Regions from separate parts of the Sus scrofa genome. Here region 2 is linked to region 1. The links are chromatin contacts, called in public Hi-C maps. All regions are on one chromosome and are shown on one strand. Each heading gives the region's core, a stretch centred on a gene start, on an enhancer-like site or on the middle of the called end of the contact. The rest is flanking DNA. Distances are from core to core; before and after follow the strand shown.

Region 1 (6,206 bases), core at 2,648-5,147:
TTTTGTGAACTTTCGCCTAAAGAGATCAAGAGTTACGAGTGGTCCAGGAGGGAGAAGGCAGTGTCACCAACCCCAAGGGTGTTTCCTAAATTCTGAATCTGCACAAAGCCGAGGGAAGGAATGTGTGTGACCATGCATGCCTTGGATGAGCTGTGGAGACCTCGAGGGAAACAGCCTCTCACCCTTTTAGAGCTCAGGAAGGAGGAGGTAAGACAGCAGTTCACATTTAATAAAAAAGTAGGTTTTACGCTTAGGAACTTTGTCCTCACTTACTGGGCAAATGGCACACCCTCTAGAGTCACTTCCCACACTCAACTTACGTCTTGGGGTTGAAATAGATGTCACCCCAGAGTCTTTTAGCAAATTCCTGGTAGTTAATATCCCCTATAAGAAAAAAACGCATACAATTATAATCTATTCCTCAAAGTATTGTTCAAATTGTTTCCGGTGTCCCAAGTGGTTTCTAGCTGAGGAATTTCCTTTCCAAGGTCCAGACATTTCTTTCTACCCAGGCAGGCAGACAAGGATGTGGAGGCACCAAGGACAGGACTGGCCCAAAGCTGATGAGATGATGCTGGAGACAAAATGAGCACCCAGGCAGCTCACCCCCAGCACACGTCTGCCCGGACTATGGACAAGGGTACAGTTCATATTCTTCCCCTTGCTGGAACAGCCTCGACTGCCTATGTGCTATCCTGTCTGCACCTAAACCCTGCCACTTGTGGCAGTGGGGCTCAATAGTGCCCCCGTCCCTTCCTGACCCACTGAAGCTCTGCTCTGCTGCCAGTGTGGGCAACCTCCCAACTGCAGCACCACGCTGACACTCTGTCTACCCTAAATCTCTAGAAGGCAGACACCCAGCCCTCTGGAGAGAAAACACCAAAGCCAACCTTTGTGTCAACTTTTATCACTTGATATTTTCAGCTGGTCTGCAACTGCTAAACCTCATCAGACTGAACGCAGCAACTATGGCTCTTAAAGTTCAAGATCTTCTGAGTCAAGAGCTCCTATTACACTCCGTTGGTTCCCTGATACCACTAACTATCTCCTGGACAGTTCTACCCAGATGTCAGACTGTTACCTCTTGCTCGAGACGGCATAAAGGCAATTCATCACCTTTTCCTCCAGCCACACTGCCCCAGACTTTCTCTTTCAGTGAAGCCATCATGGGCACTTCATCCAAGCTCAAAATCTCTTTCCTCCCCACTTTGTTAACTACCAAATTCTTCCTCTCTTTCCCACAGTACTAGTTACTGAAACTCTCCCTCCTCCATGAACCGCAGCGCCTTTCACACCCCCCTCCCCATCACTGCACTTAACCCAGGCGGCACTGGACCCACTGGACCGGGCTGCTCCAGCACTCAAGAACCAGGCCTAGTGCATAACACAAGGTTCATAATAAACGCTCAAAGAATGAGCAAACGCTTCTCTGCTCCACCTTAGAGATAACATGAAGCCAGCAGTCACAGTCCTGTATCTGAACACTGGCAAAAACATCTAAACAGGCGATGCCGCCCGTGCCCTTCCTCTCTCTGGTCAATCTTTTGTGAGTCTGCACATGTATCTGGCTCCAATCTTTATTAGCTCCTAACTGCCGACAGGATCATGTCGAAATTCCTTAACCTAGCACTCCAAATCCTCCTCGGTGTGGTCCCAACCCAGCCTGCCAGGAGTTTTACTTCAGCACGTCTCCTTGGTGACAGTCCTCTGTTACAGGGCAGTTCACGGACCAAGGCCGCCTGCCTCTGTGCCTCCTTTCCCAACCCAGCGTGTCCGGGCCTCCTAACCCCTCCTCTCCACTGTCCGAGCCCTGTCTCCTTCGTGCAGTCTTCTCTGACTCCTGGGCCTTTGGAACTGACTTCCCCTCCGAATTCTCTCAGCCCTACCTGCCCACGTCAGCCACCTGGCCCCCCAGCCCTCACCACCTTACACTGCCGCTCATCAGCGTGGGAAGCTGTCTACCCAGTGGACAAGTTCCCAGGAGTCAGGTTATTCATCATGCTCTGGATTCCTGGTAAGAGGACACGGTATCAATTTTGGGAGGATGGTGTGATAGAAAAAGCACCAAAGTGGACTCTAGTCCTAACACCAGCAATAAGTTCCGTGTCCCTGGGCAGAGTTTTCCCACGTGTAGAACGAAGGTGATGGACTCAGCGATCTCTGTCTGACAGCCCTTCCAATGCTGACTTTCCAAGGTTTTTTTTTTTTTTTTTTTTTTAATTATTATTATTATATTTTCTAGGGCTGCACTTGCAGCATATGGAGGTTCCCAGGCTAGGGGTCGAATCAGAGCTGTAGCTGCTGACCTTCGCCGCAGCCACAGCAACTCGGGATCCAAGCTGCGTCTGCAACCTACACCACAGATCATGGCAACGCCGGATCCTCAACCCACTGAGAGAGGCCAGGGATCAAACCCGCAACCTCATGGTTCCTAGTCGGATTCGTTAATCACTGAGACACGACAGGAACTCCAGGTTTTTGTTTTTTGTCTTTTTAGGGCCCACACTTGAAGCACTTGGAAGTTCTTGGGCTAGGGGTCGAACTGCAGCTACAGCTATTGGCCTGCAGCTACCAAAGCCACAGAAACATAGGATCCAAGCCGCATCTGCGACCTACACCACAGCTCAGGGCAACGCCGGATCTTTAACCCACTGAGCAAGGCCTGGGATCAAATCCAAATCCTCTTGGATACAGGTTAGGTTCTTAACCCACTGAGCTACAATGGGAACTCCAAAATCAAGTTTTAATTGGCCCATTTTTTCCCATCAGAGTGAACGTTTTTCACACTGATAGAGGCAGGACCACTGACTGGTGTGAACAGAAACACTGGCACTGTGAGGCCTCCCACTGAGCTTATCTCCTCAGCTCCCAAAACAGGGGCAATAACAACACCTGGGAAGTACAGTATTCGACACACACGACCCACATGACACAGAGGACGTGGTTCCTACTGGAATCTGAGGGACGGGAGGGGCGGAGGTGGCGAGCCCAGGAACCTCTGAAGATTTGGGAAGCTGGTCTCAGGGCTGTGGTGTGGAGGCTCCAGGGGCCTATAAAGTCATCCCATTGGGCGTCCGAGTGGACTGCAGACCACTGCAAACTCTCAAGCGGGCCTACAGAAGTTCCATATGCCTGGATACGGTCGGAAAGCCAGCTGGAAGCACCGGCTTTGAGGAAGACTCCATCTTTGAGGAAGAGGCCTGCACAGCTCTGTGGGCATGGATAATCCCTTTTTTCTTTCCTGCCTACAACCATGGCACACGGAAGTTCCCTCTCCAGGAATCAAATTCGAGCCACAGCTACAGTCTATGCTACAGTTAGGACAACTCTAGATCCTCAATCCACTTTGCCAGGCCAGGGATCAAACCTGTGCTGCCACACAGACAACCAGACCCTTAATCTGCTGTGTCACAGAGGGAACTCTGCTAATTCCTTTTTGATAAAATCTGTGTCACTCTAGGAGATTTATTCCTAACATGAGCTTCCTCTTCACCCACTTTTTCCCAGTCACCTTTATCCTTTGATTGTTTAGAAACCACGAAGCCTGAGGAAAGAGCTTCAGGGCCCAAAACAGGCCCAAATGTGATAATAGTTGATAAAAGGCTCCCTGAGGCAGGGGACTCTGGCATGAAGCCCATTTCTAAACCATTTAGCAGCAAAGGCACACAAGACTCAGGGGAAGCTGGCGAGGCAGACTGCCAGCCAGAGCTTACCAAAGGTGTCAGCATAGATCTTGGCAAAGGAGCCCAGTGTGAAGCAGATGCTGTACTGGGAGCTGGAGAAGCAGACGTTGCCCAGGAGCGGGGAAAGGATCAGGTTCTCGTCGGTGGAATACATGCTGAAACAGAGACGGTCGTGAGCACAGGGCCAGGCTGGGCAACAGCGCTGGCACAACGCTACGGGTGAAGGGCACGGGCTCGACATCACAGCCTCTCTCCAGCGCTCGCCCTCGGAAGGGGCTTGCGTAATACACTCAGCTTGGCCAAAAGCCCGGTCCAAGAAAGTGACATGATGGAGCTGTTCCCTAACTCCCAGTAACAAGATGATTTCCCAGAGCAGGGAACATTTTGCAGGATCCTAGAGAAGTTAACTGCACTGGACACATAAGGGGAAACTTGGAGGACAGGGACAAAGACCTTGGGACACAGGAAATGAATCTAATGTGATAAGACGGGAGTACATTTTAGAGAAGCCTCCGTTTCATAAATACAGACATAAACACCAATATAAGTAAAGAATGAAAGAAAAGGAAGAGCAACTCTGCTCCCCACTCCCACTGCCCTGCTCTTTATTGTCTTGTTTGGCTTTGCTTTGCAAATTCATGTTAAAAGCCACACAGAAGCCACAGCACCCAAGGTCACTTGCATTTATTAAAAACGCAGCTGTATGCAGGGATCAAATCCACCAACCCTAGCCTTCCTGACACACTGCTTCATGGCATTTCTTAATTCAGAGATGAAGGTACTGGCTTATAAAGAGCAGTCCCCCACCACACTCCCCAGTTGTGCTCCCTAGAGGCAACTGCTTTCAACTCCTTTAAAGCTGCTTCTAGAACATTTACCTCTATATTTCTAAATAATACATTTATGTTGCTTTTTCTTTCTTTCTTTTTTTTTTTTTTTTGGTCTTTTGTCTTTTTAGGGCCACACTTGCAGCATATGGAGGTTCCCAGGCTAGGGGTCTGATTGGAGCTATGGCTGCCAGCCTACGCCAAAGCCACACCAGATCCAAGCCCTGTCTGCAACCTATACCACAGCTCATGGCAACGCCAAGTCCTTAACCCACTGAGCGAGGCCATGGTTCCTAGTCGAATTCATTTCCGCTGTGCCACGACAGGAACTCCTGTTGCTATTTCTTGTTTGGCAGTTGAGATGTGACTTCTTTTTGGTCACGCCTGTAGCACCTGGAAGTTCCTGCAGCAGTGACAACGCCGGATCCTTAACCCGTTGCACCACAGGAACGCTCCATATTTAATCTATTCTCCAAAGCTGCCCGATCCTATGTTCTAAGTGTTACATGTACTATTTCATTTCTGGTAACACCTCACTATATAAGTAGTACTATTCCTTTTTTTTTTTTTTTTTTTTTTTTTGCTTTTAGGGCCACACCCATGGCATATGGAAATTCCCAGGCTAGGGGGTGATTTGGAGCTACAGATGCCGGCCTATGCCATAGCTCACGGCCACACCGGATCCCTGACCCACGGAGCAAGGCCAGGGATTGAACCCGAATCTTCGTGGATACTAGTTGGATTCGCTTCCACTGTGCCATGACGGGAACTCCAGTACTATTCCCTTTTTACAGATGTGGACCTGAGGCCCTACAAGCTCAGGGAACCTTACATGGTTGGTACGGGTGAAGATGAGACTGATTCTAGGGCTCAGGGTACTGAGCACAGGGCTATACTGAAGACGTGAGGTGAGCTGCACATCTGGTTAAGGAATGGAGTCAATCCCTGCAAAGCCACAGAATGTGCCCCTAGCTAAGTCCAGTAAGCACATCCACGTATGCCAAGAAATCAGAGTTGCCCCCAGAGGTGTTCAAGGTCCATGCCCAGGATTCCTCTACCTTATCAATCCATTGACCTCATCTACGATGTGACGCAGCTTGTAATACGCGTCAGTGGGAGGCAGCTTCAGCTCCAGGATTAGCCGGTCAATCTTGTTGATGCACACGGTGACCGCCAGCCTCTCCTGCACGGCGTGCTTGATCAGCCGCTCTGTGTTCAGCATCACCTGAGAGACATGAGGTTCAGAAGGTGATGATCGGAGCAAAGAGGGCAGAAAAGTCCAAAGCAGAGCCAAAGAAGGCACTGCTTTAAAATATGAAGGACGTGGAAAAGAAGATCTGGGGAAACAGATTGTTGGGGGGAGGAAGAGGGTATCCTGTCCAACAGCAGATGCAGGAATTTTTTGTCTTTTGTCTTTTTAGGGCCGCACCTGCAGCATATGGAGATTCCCAGGATAGGGGTTGAATTGGAGCTGCAGCTGCCGGCCTACACCACAGTCACAGCAACGATGGATCCGAGCTATGTCATGCACTGCAGCTCACGGCAACACTAGATCCTTAACCCAACACGTGAGGCCAAGGACAGAACTCATATCCTCATGGATGCCAGTCGGGTTCTTAACCCACTGAGCCACAATGGGAATTTCAGACTCAGGAATTTTAAGAGGGCACCTTGCAGGATTGAGAAATGAAGAAAT
Region 2 (6,206 bases), core at 1,465-3,964, 81 kb before region 1:
TGGGGCAGCACTACTCAGTCCAGCCCCTCTCTCCGCAGTGTCCCCCTAACCTCCACAAGCTGGATGGCTACTACTGTGACCATGAACAGGTATGATGGGGTGGAGCTCCTCTCCCTCTGGGTCTCTGGTTCAGTGCAGTCTCTTATGCTTAGTGACTGTCTCTTGTTTCCTGTCTCTCAGGGCCGCTGCTATGGAGGTCGCTGCAAAACCCGGGACCGGCAATGCCAGGCCCTTTGGGGCCATGGTGAGTCTGGCTGGAGATAGGAGAGGGGACTCTGGAGGACCTAGAGTTGAGAGGCTGGAGAGGGGGCGGGCTCTGGCTGAAATGCCTTCCACTGGACGTGTGGCTTCTCAGAATCTCAGGGACGCAGGTGGATTGTGGGTCCGGTCAGTGTTGGAGGTGTGGGCCTGAGGTCCCCGGTGGGTTCTGGAGTGGGTGGGGTGATGCCTGGCATCATCTCCCTACAGCGGCTGCTGATCGCTTCTGCTACGAGAAACTGAATGTGGAGGGGACAGAGCGTGGGAACTGTGGCCGTAAGGGGTCAGGCTGGGTCCAGTGCAATAAACAGTGAGTAGTCCAAGCTTCAGGCTGGGCCTCCCCCGCTTTGGGGCTGGGGCTCTGGGGCTGGGGAAGGTTTTTTCAGAGATGAGGCAGCTTGTGAGTCCCAATGGGAAGACTATGTGAAAAATCAGGGATGGCATTCCCATCGTGTCTCAGTGGAGATGAATCTGACTAGTATCCATGAAGACGCAGGTTCGATCCCTGGCCTCGCTCAATGGGTTAAGGATCGGGCATTGCCATGAGCTGTAGTATAGGTTGCAGACGTGGGTTGGATCTGGCATCGCTGTGGCCGTGGTGTTGGCTGGAAGCTACAGCTCTGATTCGACCCCTAGCCTGGAAACCTCCATGTGCCATGGGTGCGGCCCTAAAAAAAAAAAAAGAAAAGAAAAATCAGGGGCTAGGAAGAGGGCAGCTAGGAGGTCAGTAGTTGGGCCTGAGTTCAGACTTGGGGCCCGCTGTCTCCACACTCCCCCAACAGGGACGTGCTCTGTGGCTTCCTCCTCTGTGTCAACATCTCTGGAGCTCCTCGCCTGGGGGACCTAGGGGGAGACATCAGCAGTGTCACTTTCTACCACCAGGGCAAGGAGCTGGACTGCAGGTGGGGACTGAGACCGTGGCTGGGGAGGGGAGCTTGCCCTGTGGTGGAGTGTGGGGCAAGGGCAGAGGCTGGTTGTGCCATTTCTCCAGGGGTGGCCATGTGCAGCTGGCTGATGGCTCAGACCTGAGCTACGTGGAGGACGGCACAGCCTGCGGGCCCAACATGCTGTGCCTGGACCATCGCTGCCTGCCAGCCTCTGCCTTCAACTTCAGCACCTGCCCGGGCAGTGGGGACCGTCGGATCTGCTCCCACCATGGGGTGGGTACCTGGAGGCCGGGGATCATGGGAGGGGCTGACAAGAGGGGACAGGGCCCTGCTCACCTCTGCTAGCCCCACCCCATCTCTAGGTCTGCAGCAACGAAGGGAAATGCATCTGTCAGCCAGACTGGACAGGCAAAGACTGCAGTATCCACAACCCCCTGCCCACGTCTCCACCCACGGGGGAGACAGAGAGATATAAGGGTGAGGTGGAGCTGACCGGGGTGGGGCCCTCTCCTTCCTGTTCTCCATGCCTGTCCAGCCAACCAAGCCCTGCCCTCTTCCCCAGGTCCCAGTGGCACCAACATCATCATTGGCTCCATCGCCGGGGCTGTCCTGGTTGCAGCCATCGTCCTGGGCGGCACGGGCTGGGGATTTAAGTAAGACACACACACGCCCCTGACACCCCCTGGCATCCTCAGGGTTATGGGAACCCCAGGCTACTGGAGTCGAGGGGGCCTCCCTGGGAGGTCCGCTAAACCAGAGATCATGCTTCCCAAGCCAAGCCAGCCCACAGGGTCTTGTTTTAACATTTTTTAAAAAAATAATTGCTCAGATTTAAAAAAACTAGATCTTACATTAAGAATCCGGATTTCCAGAGTTTCCACTGTGGCTCAGCGGTGAATGAACCCAACTAGCATCCATGAGGCTGTGGGTTCAGTCCCTGGCCTCGCTCAATGAGCCGTTGTGTAGGTTGCATACACGGCTTGGATCCCACGTTGCTGTGGCTGTGGTGTAGGCCAGCAGCTACAGCTCCGATTCTACCCTCAGCCTGGGAACTTCCCTGTCGCAGGTGCAGCCCTGAAAAGAGAAAAATAAAAAAAGAAAGAATCCGGATATTTCCAGCTTGGTCGCAGAGTGGAGCTGAGCAGGATCTGCCCGAGTCCTCAGTCCCCAGGCCCCACACGGCTCACCGTGTTTCTACGGACATGAGTCTGGGGCCCTTGAGCTGGGCTAAGCCCTCAATGTACAAAGCAGGGTCCTGAGGCCAAGGGTCATGCAGTGAGTTAGTTGCAGTCGGGACTCAAACCCAGGACCCAACTTTGGTAGGGCTTCCTGGTAGTGCTCCTTGGGCCTGTCATTAGCTTCTAAGTCCCGACAACCCCCCCCCACCCCGTCCCCTACCAGCCCATCTCTGGGGGAGGGGTCTCCTGGGAGCCAGAAGGCCCCTCCCTGGGAGAAAGGGAAGGTCACAGGCTCCTTCCTTTTCCTTTCTCTGCGTCCTCACCTTGGCTCCTGAAGAAACATCCGCCGGGGAAGGTACGACCCGACCCAGCAGGGGGCAGTGTGACGCCGGCCACGTCATCCCTCCCGCTGTCCCTGTCTCCTCCATCTCATTCGTCACCTCGCATTCTGTCGATGGGGAGCTGGGGCTGATTCCCCCACCCTTGCTGTCACCGCTGTCACTACAGGGGTGGGAGAACCGCGCTCCGGGAAGAGAGTCCTCAACTCGCCCCCTGCCCCCTCCCCCCTCTCAGGCCTTGGTCCTTGAACTCCTGCCCTTCCTACGGCCAGAGCACTGCTGGCTGCGAGGACCCTGGAGCTGTGCCCCTGCCCCCCGCAGCCCCGGTCCCCCGGGAAGGGAACCTACCTCTGCGTCCCATCTGTTTTGTCTTTCATGTCACCGCTGTCTGACCTCCCGCCAGATCCCCTCCCTGGCCAGCCTGTGACTTGCCACCTCCAGGGCCCAGCACTGACTTCCAGGGGCCTGGCTCGGGGGGCTATCCCTCTGAGCCCTGCCTCACACCCTCTCCTGATGCCCCCTCTCCGTTCCAGGTCCGGAGGGGCCTAAGTGCCACCCCCTCCCTCCGAGCCTGGCGCACCCGCCGTCTCTGCCCTGAACCAGGAGGCTGCCCCCCACCCAGCCACGGAGGGAGGCACCATGCAAATGTCTTCCGGGCCCAGCCCTTCAACTCCTGGCCCCACAGGGGTCTGGGGCCGGGTTGTGGCCCTGCCCTCACACCACCAGGGTGGACCAGGCCTGGAGGGCAGTTCCCCCATGGTCCCCCACCCCACCTCATGAGGCTTTGGCCTTGTCCACCAATTCTCCCTGTGTGAATGTAGCTTCCATCATCATGGATTGCCACAGCTCAGGTCGGGCAGGGGGAGGGCTAGAGGGGTGCCCCCGTGGGGCAGGCAGCCACCAGTGGAGGTGGCTTGGGATGACCCCTCCTCAAAACCAGGCACTGGGACCAGGCAGCTGGAGCCCAGGGGGAGGGGGCTGCCATCTACATTTTTTTTTTTTTTTTACTGAAGCTCAACTAATGAATGTAACTTTGGGGGTGCTGGGGCCAGTTGTGGGGGTGTTTTGACATTTGCAGGGGGAACTGGAGGAGCTGAGGCCCGGCCATCCCTCGGGGCTCCCCACCCCACCCCAGGGATGGTCACACCTGGAATTTTCTCACCGGAGGAACACAGGCGTCCCCAAGCCAGCAGGGGCCTGGCCTCCCTGCTTGCCCCCTCCGCCCAGCCCTGCTGAGCTTGGAGAGAAGTTGAGTGCTGATTCAAACCAAAGCTGCCTGTTCCGTGCCCAAGGCCTATGCTTTGGGCACGGCGACCACATGTCCCAGATTGTCTTCAATTCCAAAACGACCGTCCTGCTGTCCCTGCCAAGACACGTGTTTGGGGGGGGGGCGGTCCTAGAAAATATAGTCCCTGAAATAACATGGCACCTTCCCCCTTTCAAGAAGGGTGATTCTGGGGCTGACTCAGGGTTTAGGTGGCCCCTGCTTGGCCTGAAGGTCCCAGGCTGGGCTGTCTCCCCAGGGAGTGCTCTCCCAAGGAGGGGAGGCCAGGGGGGGCCCAGTGCCTGGAGGGTTAGAGGCTCTGCCTGTGCTGTGCAAGTGGAGGTAGGAAAAGGCAGGTCTCGTGTTTGATCCTCAGCTTCTAGAAAAGTCCTCAAGGCCCTGTCCAACCCATTCTGCTCTGTAACCCCCATCCGGGGCCGAGTAGTTTACACCTGTTTTCCCCATTAGTCTCCGATCCCTGTTGCAGGCCAGCCTGAGGTTGAGGCCAGGCAGAATCCCTCAGTTCCCCCGCAAACCCACCCATGCCCGTGGCCTCGCCTCACGACTGCTCACCTGGGACAGAGAAGCTCTGGCTCCTTTGACTCTGAAAAACAGCCTGAGGAGGCGAGTTGGGAGTCAAGCTACCTTCTGGATGAAAGCCACCAGATGAACGGAGCCCCTCTTCCCGGGGATACCCCAACCCAGACTCAGCAGGGGTTTCTGACTAGCCCAGGGCCTCGGAGCTTCCTATCTCAGTCCCTCTGGAGTAACTTTGAGAAGGAACCCAGGAAGAAATGGCTCTCCTGTTTACCCGTCCCACCCGTCAAGGCAAACTGAGGACTGAGACCCTCTGACAACCTTTAAGTGGCCAGATGTGGCTGCAGTGGGGTCCTTGATACTGAGCTCCAGCTGGCACTGCCTAAGCAAGGAGGGTGGGCAGGGTACCCCTCTGGCCAGTCCTGCCCCACCAGCCACACAGGCTGAGGCAGGGGCGGGAGGCTGAGGACTGAGTTTTGCACTATTGATGCGGTACCATAAGGCCTCCTCTGGTGGGAAACACAGGCACACGGGTGGCGATGCATCTGGCACAAGCATTTGGATCCACATCTCCGCACAAGTGTGAATACCTCTGCACACACGGGACCCGTCTGTGTGTGCGTGCACATGGGGGTGGGGATGTGGAGAAGGCAATACTTCCGGTAACCAGTCCACCTTGCTCCCACTGTCTGCATCCTCCTGGCCCACCCTGGCAGTGCCCAGGGAGGAACAAAGGCTGCACTGACCCGGGCCTGGAACTGGCTCCATACAGCATCCTGTAAATATGTCATCTGGGGCTCGGGGGGCGGGGGGAGGCAGGACAGGACCATCAATTAAAGATCATGTCGGGGCTTCCATGGAGCTCACACCAACTTGTGTCTCTCTGTAAATGACCCCACCGAGTCCCGGGACGCTTCCTTGTCCTCCTTGGCCCTGGAGGGAGCGTGAGGACTGGGCACTGAAGGTGGGAAGGGAGCACCCAGGACTGGGCGATGCGAGGCCGGGAGGAAGGGGTACAGTTTTCCATTCTCGGTCAGGAAATAGCCATTGACTGGGTGGAGGGCCTGGCCCTTCCGCTTCCTTGCTCTCCCAGCAAAGAAAACCGCCCTCTCTGGCTTCGGCAGAGCAGATGGGAGTTGAGGAGGAGAGCGCCAAAAGGCCAAAGACTCAACTTCCCTTTTATGGTTGAAGCCAGAGCAGCCTCTCCTCACCTCCCAAGAGAGTCCAGAAAGCTGGATACAATCGCTATCTGGTCCCAAGGGCACCGTGCTCTTGAGCCCTCAGAGAATTTGTTCTTTCCTCGCCCTGCCTGGGGCAGGGGGAGACCAAGCAAGGCCCAGCTGAGCCCCTCCCCCACAGGGGGGGTGAACTGGGAACTCCTTATCCCCATCCTCCCCTGCAGAGCACTGTGGGCCCCGAGCTATCTGGCTCTGAAAGTCCTGCTTGTTCAGGGGACTGTCGATAAGATGAGAGAGGCTGGGGCAGGGATGAAGGAAGGGAAGGGCGGAGAGGAGATAACGGGAAATTGCAGCAGCGGGGGCCGGGGCCCAAGGAGGGTGAGCCGGCCGCCCAGGACCACCTCCGTTCACGTGCAGGGGCCGTGCGGCTCAGTGCTGTGCTGGCCTGGATTCCTGGCCTCCACTCTGTTCCGGCATCTCCATTCCCCCAGCACATCTGGACCCTCTACCCCTAATCTCCTCCACTGCAGGAGTTTCTTTTTGTTTGTTTGTTGGGTTCCTGGGCA

The links. A called contact is a pair of places that touch in the nucleus more often than the background predicts.
Region 2: a contact with region 1 is called in a Hi-C map of mesenchymal stem cells, with 10 times the contacts expected there. The contact joins two enhancer-like sites. A contact is called at or near these places in 2 of 5 promoter capture datasets (fetal skeletal muscle and liver), 24 of 47 Hi-C or Micro-C datasets (adipose tissue, blood, brain and 14 more) and 2 of 2 datasets of contacts at active chromatin or transcription factors (alveolar macrophages and skeletal muscle).

The regions. Positions count from the first base shown.
Region 1 is chr12:18,495,257-18,501,462 of Sscrofa11.1, reverse strand. It overlaps EFTUD2 (116 kDa U5 small nuclear ribonucleoprotein component), which reads right to left. Exons shown (of 28, transcript XM_003131332.4): 10 at 5,569-5,735; 11 at 3,714-3,838; 12 at 321-384; 13 at 1-16. Among named protein-coding and RNA genes, the nearest start is that of EFTUD2, 24 kb to the right of the region's middle. Within about 2 kb of position 3,897, at least 12 of the 83 cell types and tissues checked have an H3K27ac peak or open chromatin away from gene starts, as enhancers often do.
Region 2 is chr12:18,574,844-18,581,049 of Sscrofa11.1, reverse strand. It overlaps ADAM11 (disintegrin and metalloproteinase domain-containing protein 11), which reads left to right. Exons shown (of 25, transcript XM_021066856.1): 18 at 39-89; 19 at 181-244; 20 at 469-568; 21 at 1,041-1,160; 22 at 1,250-1,418; 23 at 1,508-1,622; 24 at 1,708-1,798; 25 at 2,661-5,334. The coding sequence ends at 2,709. Among named protein-coding and RNA genes, the nearest start is that of ADAM11, 19 kb to the left of the region's middle. Within about 2 kb of position 2,714, at least 16 of the 83 cell types and tissues checked have an H3K27ac peak or open chromatin away from gene starts, as enhancers often do.